Linked DNA regions of Sus scrofa: all the other regions are linked to region 2. A link is a contact called in public Hi-C, HiChIP or PLAC-seq and promoter capture Hi-C data. All regions are on one chromosome and are shown on one strand. Each heading gives the region's core, a stretch centred on a gene start, on an enhancer-like site or on the middle of the called end of the contact. The rest is flanking DNA. Distances are from core to core; before and after follow the strand shown. Region 1 has its middle 35 kb from the start of ACTBL2. Region 2 holds the start of PLK2 (serine/threonine-protein kinase PLK2). Region 3 overlaps LOC110257269 (a long non-coding RNA gene). Region 4 has its middle 110 kb from the start of GPBP1. Region 5 has its middle 41 kb from the start of MIR9799.

The links. Promoter capture Hi-C pulls out the DNA fragments that hold promoters and counts their contacts. A called contact is a pair of places that touch in the nucleus more often than the background predicts. HiChIP or PLAC-seq counts read pairs in DNA pulled down with a chosen protein or histone mark.
Region 1: an H3K27ac HiChIP or PLAC-seq map of alveolar macrophages shows a contact between it and region 2. The contact joins the enhancer-like site here to the promoter of PLK2 in region 2. A contact is called at or near these places in 1 of 5 promoter capture datasets (fetal skeletal muscle), 4 of 47 Hi-C or Micro-C datasets (adipose tissue, embryonic fibroblasts, liver and 1 more) and 2 of 2 datasets of contacts at active chromatin or transcription factors (alveolar macrophages and skeletal muscle).
Region 3: a contact with region 2 is called in an H3K27ac HiChIP or PLAC-seq map of alveolar macrophages. The contact joins the enhancer-like site here to the promoter of PLK2 in region 2. A contact is called at or near these places in 2 of 5 promoter capture datasets (fetal skeletal muscle and liver), 3 of 47 Hi-C or Micro-C datasets (adipocytes, embryonic fibroblasts and fibroblasts) and 2 of 2 datasets of contacts at active chromatin or transcription factors (alveolar macrophages and skeletal muscle).
Region 4: a contact with region 2 is called in a promoter capture Hi-C map of fetal liver, with 10 times the contacts expected there. The contact joins the enhancer-like site here to the promoter of PLK2 in region 2. A contact is called at or near these places in 5 of 5 promoter capture datasets (fetal liver, fetal skeletal muscle, liver and 1 more), 31 of 47 Hi-C or Micro-C datasets (adipocytes, adipose tissue, alveolar macrophages and 16 more) and 2 of 2 datasets of contacts at active chromatin or transcription factors (alveolar macrophages and skeletal muscle).
Region 5: a contact with region 2 is called in a Hi-C map of embryonic fibroblasts, with 2.9 times the contacts expected there. The contact joins the enhancer-like site here to the promoter of PLK2 in region 2. A contact is called at or near these places in 2 of 5 promoter capture datasets (fetal liver and fetal skeletal muscle), 2 of 47 Hi-C or Micro-C datasets (embryonic fibroblasts and fibroblasts) and 1 of 2 datasets of contacts at active chromatin or transcription factors (alveolar macrophages).

Annotation. Positions count from the first base shown.
Region 1 is chr16:36,503,862-36,509,599 of Sscrofa11.1, forward strand. No RefSeq gene overlaps it. Among named protein-coding and RNA genes, the nearest start is that of ACTBL2, 35 kb to the left of the region's middle. Within about 2 kb of position 2,045, at least 1 of the 83 cell types and tissues checked has an H3K27ac peak or open chromatin away from gene starts, as enhancers often do. A contact at or near this core is called in alveolar macrophages, where this site is marked.
Region 2 is chr16:37,301,067-37,306,815 of Sscrofa11.1, forward strand. It overlaps PLK2 (serine/threonine-protein kinase PLK2), which reads right to left and starts at 4,048. Exons shown (of 14, transcript XM_003133981.5): 1 at 3,654-4,048; 2 at 2,930-3,037; 3 at 2,680-2,796; 4 at 2,350-2,479; 5 at 2,031-2,118; 6 at 1,490-1,585; 7 at 1,183-1,381; 8 at 930-1,077; 9 at 490-587; 10 at 66-195. The coding sequence starts at 3,923.
Region 3 is chr16:36,352,466-36,358,033 of Sscrofa11.1, forward strand. All of the region lies in intron 2 of LOC110257269 (a long non-coding RNA gene), which reads left to right. Among named protein-coding and RNA genes, the nearest start is that of ACTBL2, 120 kb to the right of the region's middle. Within about 2 kb of position 2,371, at least 9 of the 83 cell types and tissues checked have an H3K27ac peak or open chromatin away from gene starts, as enhancers often do. A contact at or near this core is called in alveolar macrophages and embryonic fibroblasts, where this site is marked.
Region 4 is chr16:36,325,362-36,330,996 of Sscrofa11.1, forward strand. No RefSeq gene overlaps it. Among named protein-coding and RNA genes, the nearest start is that of GPBP1, 110 kb to the left of the region's middle. Within about 2 kb of position 3,015, at least 6 of the 83 cell types and tissues checked have an H3K27ac peak or open chromatin away from gene starts, as enhancers often do. A contact at or near this core is called in fetal liver and liver, where this site is marked.
Region 5 is chr16:36,777,177-36,783,127 of Sscrofa11.1, forward strand. No RefSeq gene overlaps it. Among named protein-coding and RNA genes, the nearest start is that of MIR9799, 41 kb to the left of the region's middle. Within about 2 kb of position 3,870, at least 16 of the 83 cell types and tissues checked have an H3K27ac peak or open chromatin away from gene starts, as enhancers often do. A contact at or near this core is called in embryonic fibroblasts, where this site is marked.

The sequences.
Region 1 (5,738 bases), core at 795-3,294, 800 kb before region 2:
GCCATACTACCCAAAGCAATCTATAGACTTAATGCAATCCCTATCAAATTACCCATGACATTTTTCATAGAAGTAGAGTAAATAATCCTAAAATTCATAGGGATCCACAAAAGGCCAAGAATTGCCAAAGGAATCCTTAAGGGGTGAGGGGGAAGAAGCAGAAGGCATAACACTCCCAGATAATACCACAAAGCTACAGTAATCAAAACAATGTGGTATTGGCACAAAATAGACATATGGACCAATGGAACAGATTAGAGTGCCCAGAATAAACTTACACACCTACAGTCAATTAATCTTCAACAAGGGAGGCAAGAATATACAATAGGAAAAAGACAGTTTCTTCAGCGTGTGGTTTTGTGTAAGTTGGGTAGCTACATGCAAATCAGTGAAATTAGATCACACCCTCATACCATGCATATAAATAAATTCAAAATGGCTTAAAGACTTAAACACAAGACAAGAAATCATAAAACTCCTAGAAGAGAACATAGGCAAAACATTCTCTGACATAAACTGTACAAATGTTTTCTTATGTCAGTCTCACAAGGCAATAGAAATAAAAACAAAAAATAAACAAATGGGATCTAATCAAACACACAAGCTTTTGCACAGCAAAGGAAACCAAAAAAAAAAAAAAAAAAAAAAAAGACAAAAACGAAAAGACAACCTATGGAATGGGAGAAAATAGTTGCAAATAATGGAACCAACAAAGGCTTAATATCCACAATATACAAACAACTCACAACTCAACAACAAAAAAACAAACAACCTAATCAAAAACTGGGCAGAAGACCTAAACAAACATTTCTCCACAAAAGACATATGATGGCCAGTATACACATGAAACGATACTCAACATCACTAATTATTAGAGAAATGCAAATCAAAACTACAGTGAGTTATCACCTCACACCAGTCAGAATGGCTATCATTAAAAAGCCCATAAATAACAAATGCTGGAGAGGACATGAGGAAAAGGGAAACTTCCTACACTGTTGGTAGGAATATAAGTTTGTACAGCCACTATGGAAAACAGTATGGCAGTTTTTAGAGAACTAAGGATAGACCTACCATTTGATCCAGCAATCCCACTTCTGGTATATATCCAGACAAAACTAAAATTCAAAAAGATACATATCATACACCCTATATTTATAGCAGCACTATTTGCAATAGCCAAGAAATGGAAACAACGTAAATGTCAATCAGCAGATGAATGGATACAGAAGATATGATTGATATATAGAGTGAAATATTACTCAGCTATAAAAAAGAATGAAATAATGAAATTTGCAACATGGATGCAACTAGAGATTATCATACTAAGTGAAGTAAGTCAGAAAGAGAAAGACAAATACCATATGGTATCACTTATGTGTGGAATCTAAAATATGGTACAAATGAACCTATCTACAAAACAGAAACAGACACACAGACATAGACAACAAACTTGTGGTTGCCAAGAGGGAGGGCTTTGGGGGAGGGATGGATTGGGAGTTTGGGGTTAGCAGATGTAAGCTATAATACATGGGGTAATAATCAACACAATCCTATGTATGTACAGAGAACTATATTCAGTGTCCTATGATAAATCATAATGGAAAAGGATAACTGAAAAAAGAGTATATCACTGAATCACTTTGCTGTACAACAGAAATTAAAACAACAATGTACATCAACAATACTTGAATTAAAAAAAGATGAAAAGAAAATGGTGCTGGACCATTTATGAGACAGTTAAGTGAGGTTGAGTAGAGAGTTCAGGGCTGAATACAGGAGACTTGAACCCTTTTCTTACTATTGTACAAACCAGCAGAAAGAATGTATGAACTTTGCTTTACTTTGCATTTCAGTTTTTCATCTTTAAAATGAAATCATAATGCTTGTTTGACTCACATTGCAGAATTGTTGGGAGATAAAAGGTATGACTATGCTTCCAAGAGTTGAAAGCACATTGAGTGTGGTATAATTGCTCAAGCAGAGCCAGTCATTCAGCAGTAGCTCTGTTCCAGGTCCTGCCACAGGCTTGCTGAACACCCTTAATCTCTCTCTCTCTTTGATTGCACCAGCAGCATGGGGAAGTTTCTGGGCCAGGGATTGAACCTAAGTCATAGCTGTGACCCAAGCCAATGTAATGACAACACTGGATCCTTAATTCACTGCACCGCAAGAGAACTCCCTCTTTGCTTTTTTTTTTTTTTTTTTAAACACTTAATCTCATTATGACTCAGTTTTTCCAACTAAGAAGGAAATGTTTGAAATAATCCTTTGAAGTGAATGATACAATGGTAATAGACATGTGGTTCTTGGGTGGCCCACCACAGCCCCTCACCCTCCAAACATATCAAAATACAAGAGACATGAATACTAGACATTAAAGGATGAAAGTCAGGTGAACAAATTGGACTGTGGGCTGCTTTGCTTCACATTCCAGCTCTATGCTGTGCTGCTAATTGTGTGACATAGTTTTCATACCTATAAATTGGGGACCTAAATACTAATTCTCTCATAGATACTATGTGAGGTTCAAAAGCACTAATACATATAAGCCTTTTTACACAGAGCCTGGTACATAGTAAGTCTGGATAAATATTCACTATTATCAATGTTATAGATACTGCCAAGAGTTGGTAGTTTTATTTGTATTAGTTTTCTATGGCTCCTGTAATAAATTACTGCAGACTTCATGGCTTAAAACAACACATATTTATTCACTTTCAGTTCTGGAGGTCAGAAGTCCAAAATCAGTTTCACAGGACTAAATCTGAGGGTTGACTGGGCCGCACTACCTTGGAGACTCTGGGGAAGAATCTGTTTCTTTGCCTTTTCCAGCTTGGAGAGTTTCATGCCTCGTATTTATCTGGCTCGTGGTCCCTTCTTCCATCTTCAAGATCATCAATGTAGCATCTTCAAATTTGTCTTTACTTTGTCATTGCATCACCTTCTCTCTTTTGTCTCTGTCAACTCTTCCTCTGCTTCCCTCTTAGATGGTCCCTTTGATTATATTTAGGGCCATCCAGATAATGCAGGAAAATGTCTTTAAGAACTTTAGTTTAATCACATCTGCAAAGTCCTTTTTCCTAATTAGGAAACAATCATAGTTCCAGAGATTAGGACCTGGATATTTCGGGGGGAGGGCGCATCATTCAGCCTCCTGCATAGTCTGATTTTATTTTAGTTTTATCGTCACTCTACGTCCTCACCTCCTCAAAATGATGATTTTAATATTGCTGTAGAAGAAATAGGATGGGTCATAGTTCACGTATGGTTTTATAGGCTCTTACGTTTCATTTCCTATCTCATTTTGGAGAGTTACAATATTTCTCTTCTCTAAGACTTTCAATCACTCTATAAATATAAAACAACCACACAGGACTTACACAGTGGCCTAGCAGGTTAAGGATCTGATGTTGGCCTTATCACTGCTATGGCTCAGATCACTCCTGTGGCAAGAGTTGGATCCCTGGTGCGTGAATTTCCACACACAGTGGGTGGGGCCAAAAAACAAAAACAAAAACAAAAAATACACAAAGATAGGGTTATGAAGGATGACTGCAGTGACTGTGGAGTGTAGAGCAGATACTTTGCATTTCAACATGATGTTTTGTTTGTAATTCAGATGTTATAATATGACATAGATGCTGCAGGAATTTTTCACAGTTGAGCTTAAATTTGCATAGAAGTAGGAAACACATTGAGTTATGTAGGAAAAAGGTTGTTACTGGTGAGAGTAAAGAAATTTCACAAGAACTCCATCTAATCAGGAATCAAGCAGAGGTGAATACCTCTCCCCAAAGCAAGAAAATAGTTCATCTGAGAAAATATTTCACATAATCAAGTTATTACATATTCTTAGAAACTTTGAGCAGAGGATTAAGATTGATTTCAGTTGCTTCTTATGTTATGAATTTAAGTTTAAGGAATGGTCCATGGTGGGCCCAGGATTAGCATCACAGAGAAGAGAACTGAAATTGGAATTTATGTTCTATGATTAATGCTATCAGGGGAGAAATGATACTTTAAAACCATGTTCCTAAGATTGTTTCCAGAAACAAAAGTGCTGTCCTTATGTACCATTGCTCCAAATAACCAGTAAAAATCAGCTCTGTTATTTATCTGTCTTCTGAGACCTGACTGCCAGGTCAGAACAGAACCATATTGTTGCTGTGCTTTATGGAATAAATACACTTTCAGGCCACAGTAATTTCATTTTGGAGAAAGGTAGTAATTAGTTATATTTGATCCTTTAATTTTTTTTAAATGAAGCCTCATCCCCACCGTTTTTTCCTTCATATCATCCAAAAATACTCATTGAGAGTGTCTGAGATGTGATTATCTGGTGACATGCTTCAGATATTTGAAGGTAGTTATGTCCTCACGTTTTAGCCTTTGCAGATTAAATAACTCTTATTTATTTCAACTAACACTTCTGAGCACAAACTGTATGCAAAAAAATAGGTTAAAGCTTAGTGTTGACTAAGAAAGACATCAGGATAGAGGATGTCAGAAACTGTCCCATCAGAGGGACTAAGCACATACTTGTAAGTGTAGATTAAAGAAGTCTTCGCAGAGGACATGTATCCAGGCTGGGTGTTAGATAAGTCAGAAGATTGGGTAGGAAGGGTCTCTAACTGCAGTACAGCTCCAAGAAAGTTTCAGGCAGGCTGATGGGGGGACTTCAAGCTAAAGTTGCCCTTTTGAGCAGTGCTGCCTCCCTCTGGGATGGGTCAGCTTTGGTACCTTGGCACTGCTCAGGCTGAGAGCAGCTCTCAGAAACTGTGGCCTCTGTATGAATGAGGTTGTGGTTTAGGATGAGCAGAGGCAGGAGACTCAAGTCGACTCCCATGAGCCATGGTTCATGCCTTACACTCCCTACTCCAGTTTCATTCTGCTGATGGTGGAACTGATGTACAGCACTGATCACATCCATGGGAAGTGTGAAGAATGTGGTATGTTTGGTGTTTAGAGTATACAGAGAAGAGTGATGAGAGGTGAGGTTGGCCTTGAAAAAAAGTTTCACATGGTGGGCGACCTTGGAGGCCATGCCAGGGAATTTGGACTTTAGCTTATAGATGGTGTGGTTTAAAGCAGAAGGGCACATTTATATCTTCGTGTTTATAAAATTATACTGCTTATAGCGATGCAGGCAGATTAAAGTGACACAAGACTGAACCAAGGAGACTTGTTAGGAAACTTTTGCAATAGCCCAACTAATCGATATTAAAAGCCCAAAAAGTTAGGGTGAATTCAGGGACAAGAGGGGATTTATTATAGAAGTTGTCAGGATTGAGGGATTAATTGTTAATTGTAGGAAGGATGGTTGGGGTGATATATATAGTATTTATTTGTAGCTTGGGAGGAAGGATGAGCAGATCATGTCACTAGCCAATAGGATACATACTAGAAGGAAAACCGGTGGGGTGATGGGACAATAGTAAGTTCACTTTTGGAACATGTGGAATTGCAGGTCCCATCCATATACTTCTAGACTTCTAGATGTTGTTTCTAGACTCCTCGTGATACTGATTGGTCTCTTGGATACACTCCAGTGCACCTCTCAAGTGTGTTGTGGATCCAATAAATCCAGTCCAAAGCTCAGGGGAAGGATGGTTACATTTTTAGATGTAGCCTAGAACTGTATTAGCTCTTTCAGCAGCAAGCTCATGCTGTGGGCTTCTTTTGAGCTTGCCATCCACTCAAGCCCTGAAATCTTTTTACATGAACTGTTTTCAAGA
Region 2 (5,749 bases), core at 2,798-5,297:
CAGTTACTTAGTCTTGAGCACTGCCATTTAGATTGTCATTATATAAAATGCGATTGACAACTTACATTCGCTGCTACTGCTGCAGCTGCCAAGAGTTCCTCTGACTATCATCCGAATAGCATCTCCAATCTGCTGCTTGTTTTCTACTGCGGGTGTTCCAGATCTGGCAACGGTAGTGGTAGGTGGCTGGAGTTCCTAAAAAGAGAAGAGTCAGGCAATAGTCAAGCATTTAAAATTCATTTGAGTTTGAGAATTCCAGCTTAACATGAGATTTTGTCACAACTACTAGGAAAGCTTATCAAAAAGCAATGGACACAAGCCAGGCAAAAGATATTCTGGTAATTCAACTGCATGCATTGTTAAACCAAGAGATAAAATCTTTCCTTTTAAAGGGTTGGAGGAAAAGCTCTATCATGATCCAGGTGATAATTAACAAAGAATGGAAATGATATAAGGTGTTTATAACTATTTTATTTTTTTCCAGCATACCTCATCTGTCCTATGTTTGCTGGGTTGCTGAGTTATTGAAGTCTTTTTCAAATCATGCCTAAGCTTGTATATTTCTTCATCTTCTTTAGACACTCTATCTGTAAATCAAGGAAAAGAATTGTGAGCCTTATTCTAGCCTAAGGAGGTAGAAGCAGAACTAGCCACATTTTCTCCTTTTGCATTAATAACCAACTTAAAAGCATCCAAGGCTAAACCAGCATTTTTACTTTTGCAATCAGCTGCAATTATGCAAGAAGCACACTTTAACACATATGAAGCAAAGAGCTATCAACCACGATTTGCAGTGTGGATTTATTATGCTATGAAAAGTTCAATAGTATGCAAACATACAGGTCAGATTATGTTAATATGAAGGCCTCTTTCAACTACCTTATCAACTAGTATTGAATACAGAAGAGTAGAAAAGTCTTGTAACTCACTATGTGTGTCAATATATCTGGCTTTGTCTTTTTTGCCACCAAAAAGAGCAGCAGCTGCCTTCTTAAAGAAATTCTTAGCTGGGCTTGACAAGTGGAAATCGGGAACTGTATGACAACAGCTAGAAGAGAGTCTGTCTGGTGTGAAACCCTGTAAAGTATAAGAAAATGTTTTCAGTAACCTGCTGGGCAATTACGATCAAGAGCATATAATAAAAAGATGCCAAAAAAAAAAAAAAAAAAAAAGAGTACCAACCTGCAAAAAAAATTCATGTCGAATGATGTCATCCAAACTGGGGCGGTCCTCTGGATTTTTCGACAACATGCTAGCTATTAGGTGCTTAGCAGGAGCCAACAAGGATGAGGGCATTGTATACCTTGCTTCTCTTATGCACCTGTAAGTTTCTTTCAGATTTGTAGTTTCAAATGGGGGTCTTCCTAGTAACATTGTGTACCTGTGTGCAAGGAAATACTTCTTTAGAAATAATCAAAAGCAACTCTTTTCGAGTGTTAAAAATCTACATCCAAGTTTGCTTTTTGGTGATGTTGGTGCATTTACTTACATTACACAGCCTAAGGCCCAGATGTCTGATTCACAGCCATGTCCCTGTTTGTTGAGGACTTCAGGAGAAAGATAATTTGGGGTACCACATATCGTCCTGGAAAAACAAAATATAAAAATTTCATTGGGAACTATTCTACTATTTAAAATTAGTTCTCTGCATAAAACCTTAAAAGCACTATTTTGAATTTTTATTTGGAATCATTTGCCTCTTGATTTTTGGCATGCAAACAATTGACATTGGCCCAAGTGACTGGTGACTTTTTTTTTCTGCATTTACAATTTTTTTCAGCCACATGACAAAAATACTTTAAGCCAACTGAGACCAGGTACAGCAAGACATTTTTATACACATCATAATCAACTAAAAGGCATAAGGTACTCTGCCTGGTCCATGGTGGCAATGAGTACTTCCTTCAATTAACACTGTAGGGGTTTATAGATTTTAGTATCAACTGACCTCCGAAGTAGTAATTGCAAAATAAAAAGGGCATATTTGATCTCCACGAAACCCTGGTAGGATGTATTTTTCTGACTCTTACCTCCTTCTGTGTTCTAAGGGCTCCAGCCTGGCAGCCAAACCAAAGTCCCCGACTTTCAGTTCCATGGCTTCATTAATAAAGAAATTCCCTAGATGAAAAACAAAACAAAGTGTGACTCCCCTTGAAAAGACATTCTAGCCAAGCTCTCACACATCCACATGAGAGGCAGGTATTCAGTTGCTTAACTAGGTACCTTGCTCATTTAGAAGCAAGACTGCATTGGCTAGATCCCAACTAAGAACATAAAATACATAAAAAAGGAGAGAGAGAGAGCACACCACTCGACACAAAAAGTCAGAGTTCTGAGTGAAAGGCTTACCTAGTTTGAGATCTCTGTGCAAGATTTCTTGCTCATGAAGGTACTTTAGTCCAGACACAATCTGCCTGAGGTAGTATCGGACTTCTGGCTCTGTCAATACCTTCCTTGCTTTCAAGATATGAGCCATGGACTGGGAAGAGGAGAAGGAAAAAAGAGACTCTGTCAAAAAAAGTTACCAAAATCAGTGGTCTCCTTGTGCAGAGTAAGTGCCGATAGTTGATGCTGCAATATAGTAATTAGCTCCACAATTAAATCCTCAGATAAAGTGCAATTTGAATGCCCTGTCAGTCTGGGGGAAGTGGAGGTACTCAAATAGGAGTTAACACTTACCCTTCTACTGCAATATTCCAAGAGAATATAAATGTTTTCTTTGTCTTCAAAGTAGTGATAAAACTGCACTACATGCTTATGATGGAGAATTCTGTGAAGCTCTATTTCTTTGTCGATCTAAAGAAAAAGCAATATCAGTCTCATTAGCCTCCCTCAGCCCAGTTGCTTACACATGCAGAAGACATCTTCCTAACAGGGAAGGGCTGTCCCTGCACACAAAGAAAATACTTTACTCAACAGTCATACACACCTTTTCCCTTTGATGAGGTTTAGCTACTCTGCTGTGAGGAATAATTTTTGCAGCGTAGACTTTGTTGTTTGTCAAATCTGTCATCTCGTAACATTTTGCAAAGCCACCCTGAAAGGAAACAAAGCAGAGATGGAACTGAGTATGGCAGGAACATGGACGGCAAATACATATTTTTAACATATAAATGAAAAAAAACCCCACAAAATTATGGGAGAGAAAGGGTGACAGAGGGATGCAGTCTACTTTATTATTTTTTTTTTTAAAGCTCCTTCAGTTAGGGAAAAGCATCCCTGAAAACAGTAAGTTAAAACTGCCTTTTTTCCCTTGACAAAGAGGTGCTTTCGGGCGGTGGGGAGGGTGGGGGGTGGGGGCTGGGGAGAGGAGAAAAAAGGTATGAGGAGACTTGTCAAGAAAATTCTCTGGGGGCCAGGTAGAGAGAAAATTCTCTAGGTCTGGTGCAGAAAGCCCTCGCTTCTGGCTTCAAGATCAACGTCTTTAGGCTGCGTGAGGCAGACAGAGCCATGGCCAAGGATGTGAAGCCGATCCCGGCGCTGCAGGCGCACAAAAGCCAGAGTTGGGCAGGTGAGCAGCCCACGTCGCGCCGGGATTGGATCCCCCAGTAACCGAGAAGCGACGGACACGGGGACTCAGGGTCCGGCCCTGCTCGAGGACGCCGGGGCAGACCTCCCTCCCGCCTGGCAGCCGGGCGCCCGCCGCAAGTCACCTTTCCCAGCACTTTGCCGCGGCAGTAGCGCTTCCCCGTCGTGGGATCGACGATAATCCGAGAGATCTCCGCCCCCGAGTGCGAGTGGTGGTGATGGTGGTGCGGAGCCACCGGCTGCACTTGAGCCTGGGGCTGCGGCTGCTGCGGCTCCTCGGGGGGCGGCTGCGGCCGCTTCTTCTTCGAGTCCCCGCCGCAAGCCTTGCCCAGAGCCTGCTCGCACATCTTGGTGCTGGCGGCCGGCTGGTAGGTGATAGTCCGCAAGAGCTCCATGGTCGCCTCGTCGCTCTGCCCTGCCTGCTGCTACCTCCGAGGCGCGGACACACGACCGAGCCGGCCTCTGCCCTCGAATCCCCGCCGCTTCCAACCTCCCGCGCCCGTCGCCCTGGTACACTTGTGAGAGTGCGAACGCCCGGTAAAGTCTTATATACTGGCCGAGAAGGGGGTGGAGAATCGAAACGGGATGCGACGTCACGGACAACGCCCCGCCCACCGGCCGCCACAGCGGGCTGGTCCGAGCCAGAGGTCGCGACGGATCGCTGGCTTCCAGTTCTCTGGTGACGTGCGAACGCGTTCGCTCAGGCACTGGCTCCGGCTGCTTGGAGAGCTTCCCGTGACGTGGTGGTGGTGGTGGTGGACGCAGGCGTGCGGCTGTCCCTGGGACCACCACCCCATTCTTGGAATGCTCTGGCTTCTGGGTTTGAAGTAGAAACCCCAGGGCCGACGCCGGGCCCTGCCTCCACCGCCCAGCGGCCAGAGCTCAGGTCATCGCAGATTCCCTCCCCTTCACAGCCCTTCCTGACAGCCCCACCACCTGGCGCCTCCGGTGTCAAGGTGTGAGTGTACCCGGGGTCCACTGCACAGGCACGTGAGGCCTCCCCTAGCCGTCTGGAGGGCTTGGGGCTACCGCTGCACCCGCGCTTTTACCCCGCCAGTCTCACCCAGAGTGGACCTTTGGCGGGGGCGCACCAGTGAAAAGCAGGGGTTGTCGGAGCAGAGTGTCCCGAGCTCCGCGCCGCTTCCGAATGTGGCAAACCATTGCCGAATCAGTCCCACTTAGGCCCGTATGGCCTCTGTCCATCACCCTGGAGCAGGTCTTTGTCGGAGGTCAGACCCTTAACCTTGGAGGAGGCCGGTGCCTTCGGAAGGTTTCGCCTTCAGGCTGTCAAAAGACTGAGAGGCAAAGGCGCCATCTCCTGGAATATTCTAGAAGCTCAGCTAGCGGTCCGAGTGGGCAGCGGTTAACGACTATATGGGCTTTCTTTGACAGTAAGTGGTAATAAAAGCGCTCCTAGTGCTAATTAATGGTTTTACAGTGGAAATCGTCTATCAATTGTTATTCAGAAGGGGTTATGCAGAATGCGTCGTTTAAATGGCGCATTGAGCCACGTGGCTGCTCCTGTGCTGGGAGTCAGTCCTAAGCCTTCCAAGAGGAGAGGTTTGGTAGCGGATTGGTAGCGTGAGGGAGAATAGCCCAGTGAGCCAAAACATGGTTTAGCATCCTATTCCAGATTTTACGATTCAGATTTGCTAAGGAAGAACACTATTTTCTTTCTTGCTCTAATAACAATAATGCCCTTACTGTGCACGTCCTCATGTTTTAGTATTTTTAAATCCCTCCTTCTTTAAATTCTTCATCAGTTCTAAGTAGGAAATGTTATTCCCATTTTATAGATGAGGAATCCGGGGTTTAGAAAATTTAAGTATTCTTTCTATATATGTATTTAGTAGATCATCCAATTTATGTTAATTAGCAATAGACTTTTTAATTTAAAATATGGTAAACAGTCTTTTGATACTAATTTCCATTGCTGTTTAGAATACCAGATTAATTACCCGTGGAATATAGTTAGAAAAAAGGGTTGTTGGCTGCAGTCCACCATTAAGTTTAGTTATGCATGGTATAAGTTAATTAGGTATGCGTGGTTTCAAAGACATTCTATCTAAAATACTTCCAACTTGATGTAGAAAAGCCATTCCTTGCCATTACTGAGTAGAAAGGGAAAATCTTCCTTTTTGATTCTGTGAACAGCTCAGGGCAAGCCCGGGCATGTTTCTCATAAGTGAAAGTGGACTTTACTCCAAGATTATCAGGGCAG
Region 3 (5,568 bases), core at 1,121-3,620, 950 kb before region 2:
CATACATATATATGTATATATATATATATATATACACACACACACACACATGTATACATTCTATATGTGTATATGCACCCACACACATGAATACACATTCTTCTAAAACATTCTTTCATGGTACAACCACTAAGGAAAACAGTATGGGGGTACCTCAGAAAACTAAAAATAGAACTACCATATCATCCAGCAATCCCACTCCTAGGCATATATCCAGACAAAACTTTCACTGAAAAAGATACATGCACCCCTATGCTCACTGCAGCACTATTCACAATAGCCAAGACGTAGAAACAACCTAAATGTCCATTGACAGATGAATGGATTAAGAAGATGTGGTATATATGCACAGTGGAAACTGTTCAGCCATAAAAAGAACAAAATAATGCCATTTGCAGCAACATGGATGGGCCTAGAGCCTCTCATACTAAGTGAAGTAAGTCAGAGAAAGACAACTACCGTATGATATCACTTATATCTAGAATTTAACGTATGGCACAAATGAACCTATCTACAGAATAGGAACAAACTCATGGACATAGAAACAGGTTTGGGGTTGCCAAGGCGGAGGGGGAGGGAGTGGGATGGACCGGGAGTTTGGGGTTAGTGGATGCAAACGACTGCGTTTGGAGTGGATAAGCAATGAGATCCTGCTGTGTAGCACTGGGAACTATATCTAGTCACTTGTGATGGAGCATGATGGAGGATAATGTGAGACAAAGAATGTATATATATACGTATGACTGGGTCACTTTATTGTACAGCAGAAATTGACAGAACATCGTTTAAGTCAACTATAATAAAGAACCAAACAAGCAAACAAACAAACAAACAAATATTCTTTCCCATCCATGACTCCTAAACTGGCTGCTATGCTGTCCTGAGACTGAAGAGCTCATGAATGAAGGAGCCCTCACCAGTTGCTTCTCCAATGGACCCATTAGCCCTAGGCTCTGTTTACTGGGAAATGGGCCCATTTAGCCTCCAAGGAGAAAAGAGCCCCATAGCCCTGGGAGCTCATTTTTCTCACCTTTGAGGAGCTGTGCTAAGAGCTATCTCAGCTGGTCTGACTTAGCTAGATTGAGGAACAGGCCGATTCTGGACCATGAGCTCCCCAGCTTCTGTTTCTAAAGTGCCACTTCCTGGACATGAGAGCATCTGGTCCTGTCTGCATGGATATTCCCCTGACCTGTGTCCCTGCCAGTGTTTGGATCTGGGTGGTGCTGGGTTCTGCTTTACTGGAAGGTTGATGTAGTGAATATATTTAAAATTTTTCTGTATATTATGATGTTTTGACATTTTAAAAGATCTTTGTGGCTAAGGAGAGACTGCCAGTTCTTAGTGATAGCAAGGACTCAGCTGAGAGCATGCCCTTGATAAGCAGAGCCAGGCCACTAGGGACTACCCTGTAGTAACAAGCCTGCAGAAAAACTTCAAACTGGCGGATCCTAAGCCTTGCCTTTCCCAAGGACACCTCAGTAACAGCTATGCCTAAGTGCTCCCTCCTAGTCATGCTGGTGTTTTTCCATGTGCTCCTGTGTGCTGCATCATCCCTTCTGTCTTTAGGGCCTATGAATATAACACATTTTGTTTTCCTGAGCATCTCTTGTGTCTCCTCTTGTGGCTGCACCTGAGAATCTGATAGAATATAAGACAGTCAACTGTGGGGCTCAAGGTTCATAGACGTCTGGTTGAAGCTCTTAGGATAATGAGAGTTTGGGGGCTAGGTGCCGTCTGCCACTTCTCTGCTTGGCATCTCTCACTGCCCTCCTCAACCCTACTTCTGTTTGTACCATGTGGCTTAAGTGATGTGTGACCCTTTTGTAAAATATTTTCCAATCTTTGGTCATTAGCCACTCCTGTGTTTGAGGATACAGTGACTTCTGTGGTGACAAGAAGTTAATTTACTCCTTTGATAGATTGTGGACTAATAAATGGTAGAACCATTGCTTTCTTCCCACCTAATAAATATCCCATGAATAATTGAAGCTTATTGAATGAGTTGGGCCACAAAGGCTGTTTCCTCCTTTGCTGGGAATCCAGCCAGTGTTCTGCTTTGAAAGACACGTGCACACGTGCTCACGCTGAATAAATTCTCTGGCAGAAAGAAAGTAGCGGAGGAATTAGAAAGGCCAAGAGAAGCAGAGAACAGCACCAGAGGAAGGAAATATATAAAAGCTTCAGGAAATTATACAAAGGAGTGGTGATACATTCCCCTGGAGAAAGACGTGATGCTGTTTGTGGCTTTGTACATCCTGTTTCTTTTTCTGATGCAACTGAAAGAATGAATAACGTGGGGGAGGGAGGAAAGCTGGTGCAAGTCCAAAGCTGATGCCTCAGTGTGATGATGCTGCCTCTGTCGCTGGCTTCTGAATGCCAACAGGAGTGGTGTCTCCTGCTAATGGAGAGACAGAACTAGTTTCCATGAAGCCTAGAATGGCTGGGACTGGAGATAAGGTGCAGTTTTCCTTTTTTTCGGCCCAGTGGCATGTGCCTTTTCCATCAGTTCAGCCAACCTGGGTGGGAACACTAGTGATACAAGTGTGAATGTTTGCTCTTTCCCCGTCTCCAGAGGCAGACTGCACACAGTGTTTGTGATCTTCTTGTCACTGGAAGGGGGGACCACCTTAGAGGCAGTCCTGAATTGGGGAGGGGGGAGAGGAAGGGCTCTGGACAAAGACTGTCTGGGTGTGAGTCCTGCCCATTTGCTGGCTCCAAGTCCTTGGACAAATTCCATCATCTACTTCTTGCCAATTAGAGCTTTGGGTTCTGAGGATAGAGTGATGAACAGAGGAACTTTGATTTTAGTAGAGAAGACGGTCTAAGAACAGATAAAGGAAAACAGAAGAATAGCGAATTATAATAAAGACTATAAAGAAAACACAGGGCTGAGAGAGTGATGGTGAAGGAGGTAGGGAAGGAGACCAAGTCAGAGGACTCTTGTCCTGGTGGGAGACACACACACACACACGCACACGCACACACACCATGAAAACTAAGAATGAAATAAACAAGGGCCCAAGAGAGAGGGGAAGAAAGGCAGGGGTAATACTGGTGGGTAAATCTACTTCAGTGCGTGTAGGTGAGGTTGGGGCTGGGAGAGGGGTCTCCAAGGAGGTGACAGTTGAGCTGATAAAAGATGAGAAGACTCTTTTCCTCCAAACGTGGGATAAGGGCCTTCTGATTCCAGGCAGCAAGAATAGCACACACAAGGCCTGGAGGAGAGAGAACTTGGAACTTGAGAGGAGGTGAAGGAAGCCTGGCATGGCTGGAGTGTGTGATATCTGAGCCTGGACCAGAGCTGGGCACCAGGCAGAGGGCTCATCACACCCTGCTTTTGTGGAGGCTCTGATGAGGTTTTGGGTTCTCTTCGAAGTGTAGAAGAAGGCATTTTAGGCAGGGAAGTAATATAATCCAATTTATTATTAAGAAGTTTATGTCAGTTGTTTTTCAACCTCTTCAAAATGGAAATAATTAATATACTTCAGAGGGTGGTGAGAGGAGTATAAATCACTTAGAGTCTAGCACTCAGCAAGTTTAAGCACATTATCTATTCTTGTTATTACTCTACATGCAAAGCTGGCTTTTGGATACATGTTCATAGCAGTGCTATTTATGATAGTCAAGACATGAAAGGAATTTAAATGTCCATCGACAGATGAAAGGATGAAGATGTGGTACATATATACAATGGAATACTACTCAGCCATAAAAAAGAATGAAATAGTGCCATTTGCAGCAACTTGGATGGACCTAGAGATGATCATACTGAGTGAAGTAAGTCAGACAGAGAAAGACAAATATCACATGATATTGCTTATATGTGGAATCTAAAAAATGATACAAATGGCTTTGTTTACAAAAAGAAATAGACTTATAGACGTGGAAAACAAACTTAAGGTTACCAAAGGTGAAAGGATGGGGAGGGTGGAATAAATTAGGATTTGAGGATTAACAGATACAAACTACTAAGTACAAAACAAACAAAAAGGACCTACTGTATAGCACAGGGAACCATATTCAGTATCTTGTAATACCTATAATGGAAAAGGGTCTGAAAAAGAATGTATGTATGTATAACTGAATCACTTTGCTGTACACCTGAAATTAACACAGCATTATAAATCAACTATACTTCAATTAAAAGAAAGCTGACTTCTGTGGAGCCACTAAACTCATCTCACTCCATCCTTTCTTTTTTCCATCCAAGTCACTTGGAATTGCCTGTGGGACAAGGCAAGTTTAGTTTGTGTTTGTCTATATCTATCTACCCATCTCCCTATGTCAGTCATATATAAATGGAGTAGCTGGAGGTAGAGTTAAGATTTTTTTCTAAGGAGTTCCCATCGTGGCTCAGTGGAAACGAATCTGACTAGCATCCTTAAGGTTGTAGGTTTGATCCCCGGCCTCGCTCGTTTGGGTTAATGATCTGGTGTAGCTTCGAGCTGTGGTGTAGTTTACAGATGTGGCTCAGATCTAGCATTGCAGTGGCTGTGGAGTAGACCAGTGGCTATAGCGCTGATTCGACCCCTAGCCTGGGAACCTCCATATGCTACTGGTGTGGCCCTAAAGAGACAAAAAAAAAAAAAAAAAGATTTTTTTTTCTAAGAACACAAATTTGGATCTAATCTGACACTCAGACAAATGCGCAGTCAAATTCAAAATCTCAGGTCCTTCCTGTTTGTAATAATTTTATTCTAGGAGATATGAAATATCTACCTTGATCATAAAAGTGTCATAGGGCAAATACAAAATCCCTAACTTTAAGCTAAAACTTTCTGGTGAACCCTCAGTGTTGGATATTCTCTTTCACCCCGATTCCATTGCCCACCCGTCTCTCTGCAGGGGTCTGGCTCAATGGGCAACTCCATCCCCATCTCTGATATGGCATGAGCAAAGGCAGGAGACTGGAGGGCAGACAGGCAGAGGAGTAAGACTATTTTTTCCTTTTGCTTATTCCTGGCCCAGCTGCCTAGAAGAACTGCCTTCCTGTACCAAAGACCCCAGCTCTTGTTTGGATGGCTCCCTTCTACACTGTGGGTTTCTCTGAGATCAGGTAACCCTTCCTTCCTCTGACATTTTCAGGCTCAGAGGTAGCAATCTCCTGGTTTTGCTAGCCAGGTGCTTGCTGGTTTTCTTTAACCATATTCACATCTTGGTCAATAGTATCTTCATTAAGTTCTCTTTAAGCACCCCTTTTTACTTATGCCATCTATTTCCTGTTGGAACCCCACTCATGTACCCTTTAAGGTCAAATGTTTTCAAAATGGGCCCTTATTATAGAGGAGTAGCCAGTGAAATGTAGTTATATTTAAATAGGTATCATACTGCAATGGTTCTCCAATGTGCTCCCTCCCTCGTGTAGGGTGTAACATCTCCAAAGTTAGGATGATTTGCAAAGGGAGTTTTGTTTTTGTTTTTGTTTTTTGCTTTTTAGGTCCATACCCACAGCATATGGAGGTTCCCAGGCTAGGGGTTGAATCAGAGCTGCAGCTGCCGTCCTGTACCACAGCCACAGTAATGCCAGATCCCCAACCCACTGAGTAAGGCCAGGGATTAAACCCACCT
Region 4 (5,635 bases), core at 1,765-4,264, 980 kb before region 2:
AGGACACATGAACCAAGAAATGAGTGACATTGAATCAAGTAGCTGATGCATGAAAAGCTCTGGAGAGAGACTATGAAGCTCTAATACCAGAAGCTACTCTGTCACTGACTCTCAGTGTGATCGTGACAAAATACCTTGAGTTTCTTCATCTTTACTAATTACTGCTTTCCAAAGGGATTATAAAAACTCTACTGATTATTGCTGAGGATGAAGATTAGGATTTAGGGTCAAGTGAGATAATGTGACTTTGTAAATTTTCAAAATCCGTAACACCTTAATAATAACATTGCTGTTATTGCCGTTGCGAATTCTACTGAGCAGAAGTGTTGGGATTTTTCCTCTCAGGCTATGTCTCTTAAGGGCAGCAACTGACTAGGGTGGATTTTCGTTTGTCCATGGTGAGTGGCCATGCTGGGTTTTCTCTTTCACTTTCCATGAACCATAACAACCCACGTCTTCATATACTCAGCCTCACCCCTCCTCTCTGAAGCTCCCTTCACACGCATGCATCTTATCCACCGGAAAATGAACCCTGCGGTCAGCTGAAGCCTTCTCCATTACAGTTGTTTACTTTCTCTGTAAATGTTAGGTTTTACAGATACAAGAGCTCCATCTTGGTTTATTTGGGATAGGCTTTCCAAGAAAACAAGGCCTGTGAGTGTGGGAAGTGCTGACCCCAGTGTGCCCTGCGCTGCCCCCCGCTCCTGTGGGGGTAGGGGGCTTTCAGATCTTGAACTGGGCTTCCAGGTAAGCCTGCCTTGCTTCAGATATTGAGGGTCCTTTTCCACACTCCTTTCTTCCTTTCTAGATGGAGGAGAGGGGTTGGTGCCTTTGTATCCTGTTTTACAAAGAGGAGGGAACACATAAAACCACATTTATTGGGAAGAGGCATTTTGGGATCAGATGGGACTGATGCAGAGGGCTTGGTGTCACAGCAACTACTCTTGTTCCTACGGAACACGGTACCCCCGTCCCTCAGTTTTAATCCCCAAGGGAGAGGAGAGGCATTAGATGACCTTATTCGGGGTCACTTTAGCACTAACATTTTCACAGATCTTGCAAGATGCTGAAACACAATTTCTTCCTAAAGGTACATACTTACTGCAGCAGGAGAGTTCTGGAATCACCAAGGAGAACTGAGGAGATGGCCAGCCTTGAATCTGTGCACACCCCAGCCCCCAAACTCCGCCAGCTCCCATGTCTTCTCAGTGGGCAGGTGGCCCCTTCACAGGACGTGAACTCCGGCACTAACAGTGTATCCTGCTGAACACAGATGGGAAGTCAAGGTCGTTCTCATCAGGGCTGAACTTGTGGCTCTCTGAGCTTTGGGATCAGCTTCCTTATACTCTGTGTGGTGAAGAACCTGGTTTTTAAAAATTCCAATCCATCACAGACTGATACTTGTGTAAAAAGGAATTTTTACCTTTGTGAAAGGTGACATTAAAAACCCAGCACAAGGTCCATTTAAAAAAATAATGCGATTTTTAACAATTACAGTGTTACTCTGTGGCACATTTCTATAAAAGTTTCAGAGGATTTCCTTTCCATTGCTCTCAGAAAGGGAAGAGTAACAAACAGTCCTCCACCTGGGACAGGGGTGCGGCCCACGCTCTGGGAAGCACTGCTGGGGGCTTGGCTGGCAGTCTGCGGTCCCGGGCTGACCACTGAGTGACTGTGGCAGGGAGCCCACTCTGTGCTATGGTGTCCTCACCTGTGGATAGAATAGGGCTAATGACAGTGGTCCCCCGTGGAGTTGCTGTGAAGACAAATTGGGTTATTACACATCGACCTCTTAGACCAGAACATGACTATCATAGTGTGAGCCCAAAATGATCAGTCCCAACCAAGAACCAGCTCCTTACATTGGAGGCTGTTAAGTGTCCCTGGGAAAAGAGCCCAGCTGGGTTAAGGGCAGAACCTTGAGCCACCTGCCTCATGTCCTCAGTAGACAGCAAGACGTTCCTTTTCTCACACAGACTCACTTAGGTGAGTTGAAATGGTTGAAGAGGCAACATTTCAGGCCTTTGCTTTTTTTTTTTTTTTTTTTTTTTTTTTACAGTTTGTAGTTTTGCTTGGAAAATGAGAATCAATTGAGCCAATGTGTTTATCTTTATTTGTAGTGAGTTTCTCTTTCCAGTTAAAATATACAACAATTTTTAGGCTCCTAGTACAGCAGGGGGATGTTTAGATCTAAAATAAACTGTTTGGTCAAAACTGAAAAACAGTAAAAACTCATTTAATCCATGTATCTTTTCCTTAGGAATCCAAAATTTTCTCTTAGACTAAGAACACTATTCTTTTTAATTAGTATAGATCATCTTATTTCTGGTGACATTTGAGCTTTTGATATGTTCTAAAGGCAGAACATATTTTTTTTTTCTTCTTTTTTTTAGGGCTGAACCCATGGCATATGGGAATTCCCAGGCTAGGGGTCGAATCGGAGCTACAGCTGCCAGTCTACACCACAGCCCCAGCAATACCAGATCCAAGCCTTGTCTGCGACCTACACCACAGCTTGTGGCAATGCCGGACCCCTAACCCACTGAGTGAGGCCAGGAATTAAGCCTGTGTCCTCATGGATACTAGTCGGGTCCCTTACCGCTGAACCATGGTGGGAACTCCCAAGGGGGAACATATTAGTGAGATGTTTTAAGCAATGGAGTTGTTCTTATCTGGTCATCAGCCTAAAGCTGAAATCTATAGCAGAAACACTCTATACATGACCCTTTTACTGTATTCCATCAGAACTTGGCCTCGTGTTTGCACTGGATTTTCCCTCAAATACAACAACACAACAAAACTGGGTGAGAAATTTCTATTTACATTGTGAATCCTGTTTCTCCACTGGTTTCTGTTTTGTGTACAAGTTGCCTTTTCACAGGAAGTGTTTTGACTTGAGCACAAAATAAAGGCTGTGCAGGATTTCTATGTTGAAATGTCCTGTTCAATCCTTGGGAAGAAAGTCAGGTGAACAATTGATCTTTGGCTCTCTGCACACCTATCAGAGTAAATACACCAGAGTAAATAAACCACAGCAAGCCAGTTCATGATGCTCTCTTTTTTTCCGAGGTGATTGCTAAGCCTTGCACCTGTGTGTTGCTAGCGTTACCTGCTACGTGAATGGTACTAATTCACAATTCTCAGGGTGGCGTGTCCACTGCAAATGCAGGATGGCAGTTGCTTCACCATGGCCACTGCTCCTACTGCAGGCTGCCCTTTGAAGGATGTGCCCTGGGCTCTTTGTTTGCTGTTCCTGAGTTGGTAACTGACTGTTCCATTCCTTGAAGTTCGTGTTCCTTGATGAACTAGGGACTGCCATGCTGCCAACTCTGCGTTATCCATTGTCTATGTGTACAGACCAGTCTGCTGTGCCTTTCCTGAAAGCAGTTCCTTCAGCTTTGACCAAAAGGCTCTCTCTAACTGGGGTCCAGCCCTGAGTCCTAGTTGTCAGACTGTGCTGTTGGCCCCTCTTCTGTCTTTGCCCTCAGACACAGTCTCCTAAAATGCCTTAGAGGTATGCACTTCTAACCCACATTCAAATTGACTTCTCCAGAGCCTTTCTTCCAAATTATAATGTTTCCTTTTGGGATAGTGTGATAATCAACCACTGGTGTTGAATTTGTTATTTAAAGCAGGCATGAGGGAAGGATTTAAATAATTGAAGCATTTAAACTGTATTGGTTGAAAAGTATCTATTTGAAATGGATAAATGTGATTGGTTCCTCTATACTCCACCGTGCCCCCTTCCTAGGACAACATCTATCACTTAGTTGGAGGGTTTAGGGTCAGTTTCAAGAGCCCATAGAGCCATTCACTCCATCTGACTGAATAGATGTTCCCTGCAGCATATCTGCTTTTAGTCCCCTTCCCATTCCTCTTTTTCTGGGTCTCCAATTAAACCTATCTTTGATTTTCTCACTGTGTTTTTTCTTTCTCCACTCTTTCTATGTTCCATTTCCTTTACTGTTTTGTTTGTATCTTATGATATATCTTCTAGTCCATTAATTCTTTACTCACCTTTCTCTAATCTGCTGATGAACCAGTATATTGCTTTTAATTTTGGATATTGTATTTTTTTTTCTTTTTCTTTTTCTCTCTTATGGCCACACCTGCGGCATATGGAAGTTCCTAGACTAGGGGTTGAATTGGAGCTAGCCTACACCACAGCCAGGGCAACACTGGCTTTGATCTGCATGTGCAACATATACTTGTGGCAATGCTGGATCCTTAACCCACTGAGGGAGGCCATGGATTGAATCTGCATCCTCACAGAGACTATGTCGAGTTCTTAACCTGCAGAGCCACAACAGGAACTCCTGGTTATTGTATTTTAAGTTCCTAAATTTCAACTTGTTTCCTTTTAAATCTGCAAAGCGCTTTTCCTCTTTCCGGTTACTTGACGAAACTTTTATTTTCTCTCTTTGAGCATGTTAATTATAGTAGTTTTAGAGTCTGTGCCTGGTAATTTCATTATCTGGACCACGTGTGTGTTCATTTCTGTTGTTATTTATGCTGGTTGTTGTTCCTATTGTCTTGTATCCTTGAGGCCTGGTTTTGATTGTGTGCTGGACACTGTATTTGAATATATTATTTGTAAAAATAATTTGAGGCCTAGAATGATATTTTTCCTGAGAGAGGGTTTTCTTTTGCTTCTGCTAGGTGCCTGGAGGTGCCTAGAGGTGCAAGCCAGGATCCTATTAATTTAATTCCAGGACTTGCAACTCTATGGGCACCCAAATGACTTGCAGTCTGGCTGCAAGTGAAAGCAAGTTTTTTTTGCAGTTTCTAGAGTGCAGCTCTCAGGATACCAACTCCCAAGAATTGGGTGATTCATTGGATGAGGTCTAGATTCTACCTTTTGCTCAGCTACCCTTCTGAGCTGTTGGAAGTGCTAACAAGGAGAGCGTGTTCTAACACAGATTACTGCCATCCCTACTCCTCCCCCCCTGAAAATTTTGGCTCAGTGGGTCTGGGCTGGAGCCTGAGAATTTGCATTTATCAGAGGTTCCATCTGATGCTGCTAGTTTGGAGACCACACTTTGAGAATCTCTGGTTTACTTTATTCTTTGACTAGATTATAAATCTCTTGAAGGTAGAGACTATAGTTTATCTTGGTCTTTCTCCCCAACTAGCTCAGGGCTATGACCCACATGCAATCTGTGTATGTAATACTCAAGGACTCAATAAATTCAGATGTTGTTGTTGTTGTGTGTTGGCATTTTCTAAAGTGCCAGGTATCTCTAGCCACTGGAAGTCAAGAAGGAAATGCAGTAAGTCTCTGTCTTTTTTTTGTGTGTGTGTGCTTCTTAGGGCTGCATCTGAGGCATATGGAGGTTCCCAGGCTAGGGGTCGAATCAGAGCCACAGCTGCCAGTCTACACCACAGCCACAGTAACACGGGATCCAAGCTGTGTCTGTGACCTACACCACAGCTCATGGCAACGCCAGATCCTTAATCCACTGAGTGAGGCCAGGGATTGAACCCACAGCCTCATGTTTTCTTGTTGGATTTGTTTCCGCTTCACCACAATGGGAACTCCTGTCTTTTCATTTTAATGGGGGATGCCGGGCACTGTGGCAGGGTAGGCAGGGGACAAGAATGAATATATTAATTGTGCACTTCACCCAAATTATGA
Region 5 (5,951 bases), core at 2,620-5,119, 520 kb before region 2:
AAAATTTGATATTGTGTTGTCCTATAATTTTTAATATTTTAAGAGAAAAATAATGCTTTTTTGAAAATATATATGAAAAATATTTTAACTTCTTAATTTATTTTTATATGTAATTTTGACAAAAATATATTCAAATTTTAGAAACGTTTATATTTTTAGTCCTTTATATAATTGATGTCAATAGAACACAAATGATGTAACATCTTTATCAAGCAACATAATTAGCAGTCTTGTTGAAATAAAGGCAAGAAAAGTCTATTAAAATATATGCTAGTTTATGAATTGTACATATTTTTACTTTATGACTCATCCAAACATTGTTCATCCATCAACAGGATACTCAGATATATACAATAAGAAGTAAACTTAGTTGTCTTTTAAATTTTTGTTGACTTTCAGTCATATGAAAATATAACTTGTGTATTTTTTTTCAGTTAAAGATAAATTTGTCAAGAGGATAGAGCACATATTAAATCACCATCTAGGAATATGAGTTACGAACTTAATTGCATATATTAAGGCATATGTCATGTGGACTTCCATTTGTATTCCTGCCCCAGTCCCTGCAAATAAATAAGAACGTACTGCTGGTTTCATCCATGAGGAGCTCAAGATTTATCTTCCTAATTTTTCAGTCTCTTGCAAGCCTCTTTTCCATTTCTGTTTACAACATCTTCACTGAATTTATTTATTTATTTTTAAAGCTCTCTAATTCCACTGGGGAGTTATGCTTTATCAATATGTGAAATCCTTACAGTGTATTTTACATATAATAAGAGCATAATAAATTATTGTGAATTGAGCTGAATCGAGTTGAAAGAAAAAAATAAGTGAGGGGAACTGACCATCAATAGAAACAAGTTGCTGGATGTGGAGGAGGGAAGAGTTCCTATGACTAAGAGAAGGTTGTTTGAACCCTATTATATCTGTCAAAATTGCCTTAAAAATCATTTCATATAAATTCCTTAAATAGAAAGTAGCAGGCTCATGTTTCACCTTATAACTCTTGAAACCAGAAAAGATTTAGCAGAAGACATGGTGTGTCAATCGAGCAAGGCATATTTGTTAGAGGTCTTTAGAAGGAATTCTTATCCTTAGGTGCTTTTGTTCACAATTGAACATTTGATCAGTGTCTTCTTTCTGGCTGTAGGCTCACTTAAATGATTTTTTTTTTATAAAGCTCTATGTGGTTTTACATTCATAATATGAACCAAACATTTTTTCCTACATGCCCATCATTAAGTGAAATCAGTGTACTGGCAGAAGCCAGAGGAATCTTGAGAAAACTGAGCAGTTGTCATTTCCCTGAGTAGAAAAACAAAGCATTGGCTGTGAGAGAATAGAGTTTTGAAAAATGCTTTTATGAGTGATTTTGTTTTCTGTTGAAATATAATATATATATATATTAGAAATATTAGTTTGGAGCCTGCTGTGTGGAAAAGAAGGCTTTTAAACTATTGCATATTGTGTTCAATTGCTCAGAAGATAAGAAGAAAATGTCAGTTTTCCATCTCTTAAGAACTAACACTATTTTTTGATTGTTTTTCTCACTCCATGATGAAGGTCAAAGATTAACTCAGAAATATTTTGAAATATTATAGGTTAAGAATGGAGAGGAAATTGATATCATATCTTTAAGAAAAGTATTGTTTGAATATAACTTTTTAGAGGAATAAAAAATAAAAATAAGAGAATGAATTTTTGAAAAGTATTATGTTAGCTATTCTTGGTCAGAAAAGGCAATAGGTTAACTGCATGGCTAATTGTTCTAATTTTTGAAAACAGTCAGGAGGTCTATATTATTTGTAAGAATTGAGAAAAGGTAATTAATCTGGATGAAATGATTTCCTGTTAAATTTGCTGCCTTTTTTAGTGTCCAACTTACTAGTCATGTGCTTGGAGATATATTTCTAGCTACCTAGCCTAGAGCAGAAATACTACTACTAAGAGTGACCAACTAAGAAATGGTTACTGACAAGTAACTAGATACTGAAAATATCTAGTTTGAAAAGGCTCTCATAGTGGGGGGAGAGGGGGCAATGTTTTGATTTAGGCTATTTCATAGTTTTATTTATTTATTTTTTAAATTGAAAAGGTATTCCCTAACTACTAGAATTACCACATATATATACAGCAGAGTCTACACAGTTCTCATCTATTCCTCTTTTCTTTTATTTACTGCCTCAAAGTTTTCAAAAGAAGATTTGAGAGCTGGTCAGTGAACTGAGAAACAAAAAAATTAAACACAGTTGCATAGAGGTCTTGCTTGATCCAAAGAAGAGAAAAGATTTCATACAGGGAGTGAATGATCTGGCAGCTTAAATAATGTACCGGGAACTTTTAGTCATAAGTCCCCATAGTGATTATTCAACAGCTGGAGACTTCTGCCTCCAAGTTTATCGTGGTTTTAGTGATCACTCTTAGTAATAAACATAAATTCAAAAAGAAGGATACAGTGATTTTAAAGAATTTAGATGTTTCATGTGTGTGTTTAATGTTTATTTTAGCCCATAAAATTATTTACTTTGGTGGAGTACATTATTTCAAAGGCAATTTATTTCTAAAGGAAAACCTGAAATTTATGCATGGCTGGTTTTTTGTTTTTTGTTTTTTTTTTTTTTCCTAAGCCTCAATCACCATGAAAAATAAAGTGTCAATTTATAATCACAGAGTTCCTTTATATCAACTCTAGCAGGTCATTACTTTACCCAGATCCCTATTTCCTCTCCCTATCTTTAGTGGCTGGCTTCTCCTCTCTTCTCCTTCTATCAGGAAAGAAGCAACCAGAAGGCCTCTCATTCTGAACCCCTATGACCTGGGACTTCAATAATGATGTTACCCAGCTTCACCTTTCAACCTCCATCCTGACTCAATTTTGACTCTTGCTGATTCTCCTAGCTTAGATTTGCTGAAGACCTCGGCATTTTGCTCCTGCCTCACCATCTTTGATGACCTGCTAAATTCAATCTAAAATTCTGAGGCAGTGCTTATTGCTTGGCCTTCACTACTTCCCACACCAAACTTGGTAATAATAATCTTCCATCTCCTTGGCCAAAAAGAAACAGTTAAATTGTCAGAGAAATCCTGCATCAAAGCAGCTGAGATCTGTGAGTCCTTCAGATTCTAAAGAGGCATTATTTACACAGAAATTAAGCTTCTTTGGCAGATTGAATCACAATATCCCTATGCAGATAAAAATGGCCACTTCATCCATTCATTGCACTCACAAATATGTATTGTGTATACCCTGTGTAATATGCATTGTTCCTGATACGGAGTGTATGGTTGTGAAGAAAACAATCAAAATCTCTGCCTACATGAAATCTGTCTTGTAGTGGGTGTAGCAAAGAGTCAGCAATTTTCTGTGTCCTTACTTGGTAATGCAGCTAAGAGGCAAGAAGAGCCTTTACCAACAGGGCGGGGTTAGGGAAGGTAAACTTTCCGTAATAGAGGCCATTGCCATTCTTTTTTTTAAGGTTGCCGTCCTAGTGTTCACTAGCCTGTCACCCCCAACCTGGCAACTCAGGAAACATGTTATTTTTGCTCCTCTTTTTTTTTTTTTTTGAAAATATTCTATCAAAAAACTTTTTTGTATCTTGGTTGTCCAAAGTTATAACTTGTTGATTAAAGAACTATCTCAAAAACGAATCAGAAAAAAAAACTCAAGAGTCCTCCTAGTCTAGTCTTTTGTCAAATTCTGTCTTGATTTTTCATAAGGAGAGTCATCCAGTAGTCAATAAAATTGAATTGACCCCTAAGCAGCATTGAACATTTCTTGTGATGATTCAGAAGAATTAAGAGGATGAAATGCCTGAAGGGCAGATCTTAACAGTGGCCCTGGTAAAGCTCATGAAGCTGATCAGAGGACATTTCAACTGCTGGAATGGCAGAGAAAATATCAGGTTAGATATTTCAAGAGAAAATCAAAGTTCCTACATAAGCTCATTCACTTTCTTTTATGGCATTTATTTGCTATGTTTCTATAAATGTATTTATATCCTTAGCAGAAAAAACAATATGTTTATTTTCAGTCAAACTCCTAAAGTCAGTACAAGCTTGCCTGGTGAGTTGGTTCTATTCATAAATTTGTGGTAAAAGTCCGTTAAATTTTCCCCAGGCGTACTTCTCTTTTACTGTTTGATTAGAAAGATTATCTCTTATCTTGGAAGAATGCATGTCCCACTGTTGGTACTAGAGCTGACTGCTGGGGCCTGCTCTGAAGTTGACCTCATGGTTAGCAATGCATTCTGAGGCAAATGAGTCATGCAACTGTGAAACCTCTGTGGGGTTTCCCTGGCCATTGCTGCCAGTCCCAAATACCAGAGACACTACAGTGCTGACTTGAGTCCTCACACCCAAATAAGGGGAGGCTGGACAGGGCTTCTGTGCCTGTTTATGCATAGGAGGTGAGAAGGCTCTGCAGGGTCTCTTCCACATGTACATTTTCAGAGGCCTGGCACTGCCTTTTCCCTGTCTTCAGTATCTTGAGTGTTTCTCAAATAAAGAATGAGCAGAGCAGAGTAAGCCTTAACTTTCCATCTGGAAGATCTACTAACATTCTCTGGGGATCTAGGATCTAAACTAGGAGCATTGATTTCCATCACAAGTTTTTTTCTCTCTCTCATCTTTAAACACCTTCAGATTAAGATAAACCCCCATTAGACAGAAAAGGCCCTACCCTTAGGAATCACTGCCATAGATCCTGAGCTCCTTGAGTGGTGGCATTGTGTATAATCATGCCTTGCATTTAGTAGGTGCTTAATATATGTTTATCGATCTGATGGATAAATGAGAAATGATAGCCTGAAATTTTAAATGAATACCTGTCAGATCTGAGCAAAAAGTACATGGTTGGATTGCCATTTACACTGCTAGGCTTGGTTTGAGATTTTTGTGTCACCAAAGGACAGTCCCTGTTGAAGAAAACCTTAGCAGACCCAGGCTGCTGTTACGACTAAGACCATCCTTCTAAGTCTAGACATTTTATATGCAGAAGGAGAGTGCTTCCTTTGCATGTCTGAGCTATAAAGCTCACCATCTCGTCTCCAAACTGTTGTAAATGCTTTTAAGAGCATAGTGTGGAATGATCCCAAAGAGAGCCAGGGCTATGCTGTATTTGTTTGGAAATTGCAATACCAGTTTTCCAAGATAAACAAGAGATTCACAAATTCCCTGTTCCTGAAAATGTTTCCATTTCTACTTTTCAGAGATGTATTAGGTCTAACCCATTAGAAATAAGAGAGATTTGTGAAGAACAGCTTGGGAATAAGGGTGAGGATTCCCTTCCAGTACAGAAGGGTATGAGGCAGTCTTCACTTCTGAGCCTCAGAGTGCTTCATGCTGAAATTCTGAGCCATGCTAAAAATCAGGCAGTGACATATGGAAATGCACCTTTTCCAAAGCAATCTAATATTTCTCTCAAATTGACTCCAGAAGTGACATAGACTTCTGTTACTTCCATTTTAAACTTCTTCTTGATTTATATCCAGTTTATAGCTCTGCTCCTCAAAATGAATGCAATTGTACTATTAGAAACCTACTAACTATAGAGACAACAATAACAAAACAGAAGCATTTAGAAGATTAAAAAAAGCTATAAGGAGTTATACAGCAGGTGGTAATAATGACATTTAAGCAGCACAACTCCAAAAACCATGTTCTTAACTGGATAATGTAGGGGCTTTTCTAGATGCAAAATATGTTATCATATATGTGATTTGCAAATATTGCCTCCTAGTCTATGGCTTGTTTCTTTTCAATCTCATGTCAGGATATTTCATAAAGTAGCAGTTTTAAACTTTGAAGAGGCCCAAATTATTTTTTTCTTTTATGATTTTTGTTTTTGGTATTATATCTAACAAATCTTTGATTAACCAAAGGTTATAAAGATTTTCTCCTTTTTTATTCTAGAAGTTGCATAGTTTAGGTTTTAAAATTATATCAGTGATCCA